Linked DNA regions of Ovis aries: region 2 is linked to region 1. Evidence: chromatin contacts called from public Hi-C data. All regions are on one chromosome and are shown on one strand. The core of a region is the stretch at or near the end of the contact, and the rest is flanking DNA. Distances in the headings are between cores, read along the strand shown.

Evidence for each region. A called contact is a pair of places that touch in the nucleus more often than the background predicts.
Region 2: a Hi-C map of liver shows a contact between it and region 1, with 6 times the contacts expected there. The contact joins two enhancer-like sites. A contact is called at or near these places in 2 of 16 Hi-C or Micro-C datasets (blood and liver).

What each region holds. Positions count from the first base shown.
Region 1 is chr15:42,625,597-42,628,479 of ARS-UI_Ramb_v3.0, forward strand. It overlaps SWAP70 (switching B cell complex subunit SWAP70), which reads right to left. Exons shown (of 12, transcript XM_004016163.5): 10 at 1,338-1,536; 11 at 293-389. Among named protein-coding and RNA genes, the nearest start is that of SWAP70, 73 kb to the right of the region's middle. Within about 2 kb of position 1,400, at least 7 of the 54 cell types and tissues checked have an H3K27ac peak or open chromatin away from gene starts, as enhancers often do. A contact at or near this core is called in liver, where this site is marked.
Region 2 is chr15:42,767,951-42,770,833 of ARS-UI_Ramb_v3.0, forward strand. No RefSeq gene overlaps it. Among named protein-coding and RNA genes, the nearest start is that of WEE1, 31 kb to the right of the region's middle. Within about 2 kb of position 1,446, at least 45 of the 54 cell types and tissues checked have an H3K27ac peak or open chromatin away from gene starts, as enhancers often do. A contact at or near this core is called in liver, where this site is marked.

The DNA.
Region 1 (2,883 bases), core at 150-2,649:
TTATCATTTTTCTATAGACAAGAGAGTACATTTTTCTACTTTATTTTCTTCTCTGAGGAATATCCAGAAAGGCCATAGGAGGCAAAACCATCAGAAGATATATACAAAGGGAATTAAACAGGCCTTCTCATCTATCAAAAGGCAAAAGAAATTCAAGAAAAATTTATTGCAAAGAGCTGGGTTCCTCTATATTTGGGCTAAGAAAGGTTTTTTTTTTTTTTAGCGCAATTCAAGTATACAAATAAAACAGAAAAATTGACTAAATATCTGATTACTTCAGAGAATGTGTTACCTGGTTCTATCAATCGAATTAATCCTTCATGATGGGCCACTTTGTCCTTCCAGCTCTTGGTCGTCTTAGTTGCCATCTCTAGCTTCTTTTTAACTCCCTGGAACAAGAGCAGACTTTAGACTCTGCAAACACACGGGTAGTTTAAGAGCCAAATAATGATTGGGTACTTGCTCCATGCCTGTGGATTATCTCATTAAGTCATTCCAGCCACAGAAACACGGGCTATTATTACCCCCATGGTACACAGGTGGAGACTAGGATTTGGAGCAGTTAAATAACCTGCTGTAAGCCCCCCAAGGACCTAATTCACACTAATTACAGATAATGTACAAGATACTCCTGTGCCAGTGATGCCTTACTGCCTCTTGACTCCAAATCCACCCTTCGCTGTCCTGCCTGTGACCCTCGCCAGCGGGCCCCCTTAAGCTTCGTCAGTGGAGGAGCTGGCAGGACACTGGAAGAGGTGGGGGCTTTGCCTCCAGGCTCCACTGTGCTCATCTCAGCAGCTCTCGTGGCACATGGGACACCCACGGTGTCCACTCCAGTGGGTTTCAGTAGCACCTCCCCTGTGGGAAGCTGCCACCAGTGCCCCAGAGGGTAGCTTCCCCATCACAGTGCCTTGTTGGGCTTTCCTGCCGTCCAGGGGCCAAGGCCATGCTCCCTCCAAGGAGGACTGGATCCCAGCACTGGGCTTACAGAGCAAAGAGTGTGTGTTCCTTCCCTGCGTGCTCTGTCTCAGCAGGGGTGGGGGCAGTGGCTGCTTCCTGTGTCTGCTCTTCCTGTATCCTTAGAGTTTTTCGGCTGCTCAGTAGGTAATCCCCTGTTGTAGTTAATAGCTAATTATATTAAACCTTCCTTGTTCAAATTACTGTGTGGTTTCAGTCTCCCGACTGAATTTCAACTGTTAACCTCACTGCCTGTGAAAAACCCTTACTTACAGCTAAGCAACATTCTTACACAGCTTTTTATGGCAGAGCAAATATCCTCTTGTTTTTAAATGTTTAAGAATTTAAATGCATGTATTTGCAGGGATGGGCGTAATGACCTCGTACTGCTCAAGTGCCTGTTTCCGCTCGAGCTCAAGCTGCTGCAGCTGCTCCAAGGCTTCCTGGAGGGCCTGCTCTTTGATGACGCGCTGGTTCTCCAGCTCCTGCTTCTCCGCTTCTGTGGTCTGAATAGCCTGCTGCTGCTCCAGATGCCACTTCTCCAGCTCGGCCCTCTTGGACGACTCTTCCTCCAGCAGCCTGAAATACAAGAGAGCTCAGGGTGACCGCACCCGACCTAGAAGATGACAAAGCACAGCAGAGCCTCAGAGGAGCCTGGAGGTCATCTAACCACCTCTCTTCTCACAAGAAGGGAACTAGGAGCCAGAGGGGCCCAGATTTGTGGGCAAGGTGACCCACGGTTCTGCTCCAAGCTCTGTTTCACCCTTTTATGAAAAAAAAAAATTAAAAATAACATGTACTGAAGACTTAATGGGCCAAGAAAGAAGTACATTTTTTCAACTGATCCTCACAATAGGCTTACGTACTATTATTATTCAGTTCAGAGATGAAGAAAGTGAGGCACAAAGGGTAAGTGACCTGGCCCAGGTCATTCACCTGACAGGCAGGTGGCAGGGCTGAGTTTTGAAATCTGTCTGGTTGCTACAACATTAAAACACTTTTTTATCTAGCAGAAACCTATTACCAAGGGAAAAGCTGACACACCAACAAAGACAGAGGAGGAGGAGCTGACGAAAGGTAGAGGGAGCAGATGGCAGAAGGAAGCAGAAGGTAGATGGGCCATCTACTGGCCGAGCACTGCACGCCAGGCTCTTTACCTTTGTTCCTGTGATCCCCCCAGCATTCTGCAAGGTGTTATTGTCCCTGCAGATGAAGTCAAAGGGTTCCAAAGCATGACGCACAGGTAAGCAACGGATTTCAACCCAGGCCCGCATGACTTCAAAATGTTATCTTTTAATAACAGGCTACCTATCGGAGGATATCCCAGGTTAAGCAGGTATTTAATAAATAAACTAACTTGTACCCCAAGTGTAGACAATGTGGTTAGACGCCGGCCCAGGACAGGACGCACGTCTACTGGCTTGATCGTCAGCATTACGGTAACAAACCTCACAGCAGGCCGGTTACTGCTGCCTAAGAGCATCTGCACGTCTAACAGCAGCAGAAATACAGTGACGGACTCTACAGCCACTATCTGACCACCCCGATCCTGCACCACTGTAAGAGTTCCCCCAATGACATCCCACAGGGTGGCCTCCAACCGGGTGTGACAGGCCACTGCTTCACAACCCGGGTCAGTTTATTTCTGGGCAGCCTTGATCCTTAAAAGTTTTCTCAACTAGGATGCGCTCTCCTATCTCCTCCCCCGGGTTCCACGAAGGGCCAGTGTGCTCCCTCTGAGTCGTCTCTCGGATGTGACATCGCAGTGAACGCTACCCTGCCACCCGGGGCTGTGCTTTCCTAGACATGGGGGATAAACCAGTGAATGAGACTGGAAGATCGGTTTCTTCATCCTGGTGGTCAAAGTCTGGAGGGCAAGGGACATTGCAGAAGGTGAGGCTGCCCAGCACTGAATCCCCTTCACGT
Region 2 (2,883 bases), core at 196-2,695, 140 kb after region 1:
CTACGTGAACCTAATTTGTCTTTAAAACGAAACCAACTGTGCCCCTGAGGCTTTTTTGGGGGTGGTGGAAGGGGCTTCTGTAAGGAAAGTCAAGTCCAGGTTGTAATGACCCTCACTGGAGAACCAAACACTTGCACTGGGGTCGATTCGTGGGCCTCGGGTCGCTCCTCAGGGTAACCTCCATGTTAGTGCCGAGAGGTCTGAATCTAGAAACCCACTGAATGTTCAGCTTTTCATAACCAAATTAAGGTTATGTACATTGGTCATCATAACAGCTACCGAATTTCTTACTAGAAGAAGGCATTTCAGGGTTGTCATGGACTCCTTAAATCCTAGACAAACTTACTTGGCCCTGTACCCCTAGATTAAAAACTCCTGCTGCATCTGCTAAATACATTGTGTGTGACGTGAACATTCTTTTTCATCTGTTGATAGGTTTCTGATTAATAAGTACAAATAAATAAGTACAGATTAATTTAAAAGAAATACTGAATTCAGAGACTTTGTTGTTGTTATGTATGTTCTCCAAAGAGACAGTAAACGCCCTTACAGGTCCAGGAGCACGTTAAAAGGGGTCTTCCATCCCAGGGGTCCCCTATCCCTGCAGCATGGCTGAACCCCCAATGTCCCTTCTAAGACAGTGGGTCCTGCACTGGCGGGTCCCGAGGCCCAGGCATTGGAAGGCGTCTGTGCTTTTCGGGGTTTTTTTAATTTTATTTTATTTTATTTTTTCACGGAAATGCTGCAACCGCTGGTTGGCTCACCTGTATTTTAAGTTTTACTCTCCAATTATCACTGGGTTTTCCGGACGTAGACTGTCAGCCAGTGTCTAAAAAAATAACCAGCACGGTCCTGAGCCCGTGGCGCAGCCCTCGAGGGCGCTCTGGGTGAGCGCCCTGGGGAGGAGCCCTGACGCGCCCGGGCGTAGGCGGCCGGCCGGGCCGCAGCCAACCGCGGAATATCCTGCCCGCGAGCTCCCCCGCCTGGGCGCGCCGGCAGGCCCGGCCGAGACCAGGGAGCGCGCGGCGTTCCCGCGCGGAGGGGCGCGCCGGGCGTGGCGGCGGTGTGGGCGCCTTTCGGCGCCGGCTCCCGACAGCCCTCGGCGCCGGGCTGAGCGGCGCCAGGCCCGAGACGGTGCGGTTCCCGAACACCCTCTTCCCCGGCGGCTCGCGGACTGAAGGGAGACCGTGAGCAGAGGGGCGCACGCGCCGGCCTGTTCCTCATCGCTGACGACTCCAGGACGACCCCTCTCCCGGCTCGCTTCTCATTCCCTGAGATGCCCCCAAACCTGATTTCCACTTTGGCGACCAAACTTGGCCGGTTCGAGAATCCCCGGCCTGACTCAGTCCGAGACTCATCTGACAATAGCATCTGGCACCCGTACTGTATGTGTGCGTCTGCTGAATAAATAAAATATTTTATTTTTCATGTTTGAACGGTGTCTGTTTCAACAACATTTCAACAGTGAGCCCCTTGTTAGGAGTGGGTACAGTCTGTGATGTGCTGAGAAGGATGGGGGGCGGCCGAGGAAGTGGGAAAAACGCAGGAAGCTGCTGACTGAAAAGTCAGCTCCTAGAACCTATCCGGGCGCAGCGCCTGGTGCGGCGGAATTCCGCACGGAGGGCGAGAACCACGTGACCTCATCACGGAACTGGAAAGAAAGATGCTAAAGGGAGAGCCCGAAGGGGACAGTTACTTCCTGACAGCCGGGTACAGGCCCAGCTCTTAGAGGCACTAGAGACGTGCGATTGGGGAAACCTGAGACTCCAGGAGACCTGGGCAGAAGGAGGCCTGTCAAAAGCGCCCCAAATCCTCCTGCAGAGACAGAGCGACACATGGCGCCCCGCCCCCCCCCCCCCCCCCCCCCCCCCCCGCCCCCGACACACACACACCCGGGCTGCGGGCTCGGAGGGCAGATTCTAGGCCCGGCCCCAGGCTTCTCAGATCCTGTGGGACCAAGGCAGCCTGCAGGGGGCAAAATGTTCGTTTCTGCTGCTAGGCTGGGGCTGAAACCAGAGCCAAAAATAGAAGCTGAGATCAACTGAAAGGAATGAGACTGAACAAACGTGTGTATGTCGAAAACCCCGATGTGACACATAGTAAATTAATATTCCTAAACACGGGTGTAAAACGGGGTTACTCAGTGAGGAATGCTCGCATACATGAATGAACATTTGGAGGGAAAAAAAGAAGGTCTACATTATACATCAAAATAAACTCCATGTGGATTAAAATTCTAAATATTTTTAAGAACGTCATAGAAACACTATATTAAATAGGATAAAACAGATTTATGGGTATATGTCAGCATTCCCAAAGCTTTGAAACAAGAAACTGCAAAGGAAGACTAACATTCAAAAACTGGACAGGATTTTTAAAAGAAAAATGTTTACACAAAACAACAAACAGAAAATCCCTCAAATGTATAAAATTTTGTTTAAATATAAATATTAAAAAAACAAAGATTCCACTAACTCAATTTACAAAGAAGTATGTAGTTCAAGAGGAGAAATAAAATTAGTACACAAGTATAGGAGGAAATTTTCATTGTTCCAGATAATCAAACATTTTAAACTTCAAACAACTTTGAAAAATATTGCATCACTGTATTGTACACCTGAAACTAACATAATATTGTAAATCAATTATACTTTTATTAAAAAAAAACTTTGACATAGCACCATACATCTACTAAAGTTGCAGAAATGCCATAAAATTGTAATGCATGATGTTAGCAAAGCAATAAAATAATGCTCACAATAATACTTTGAATATTTAAAAAATTGATTTATATACATCTTAAGACAATGATAAATTCATTAAGCTGAAGTAATATTGTCAAATATATGTTATTTTATCTTCACCCAATTAACAAAGTCCTTA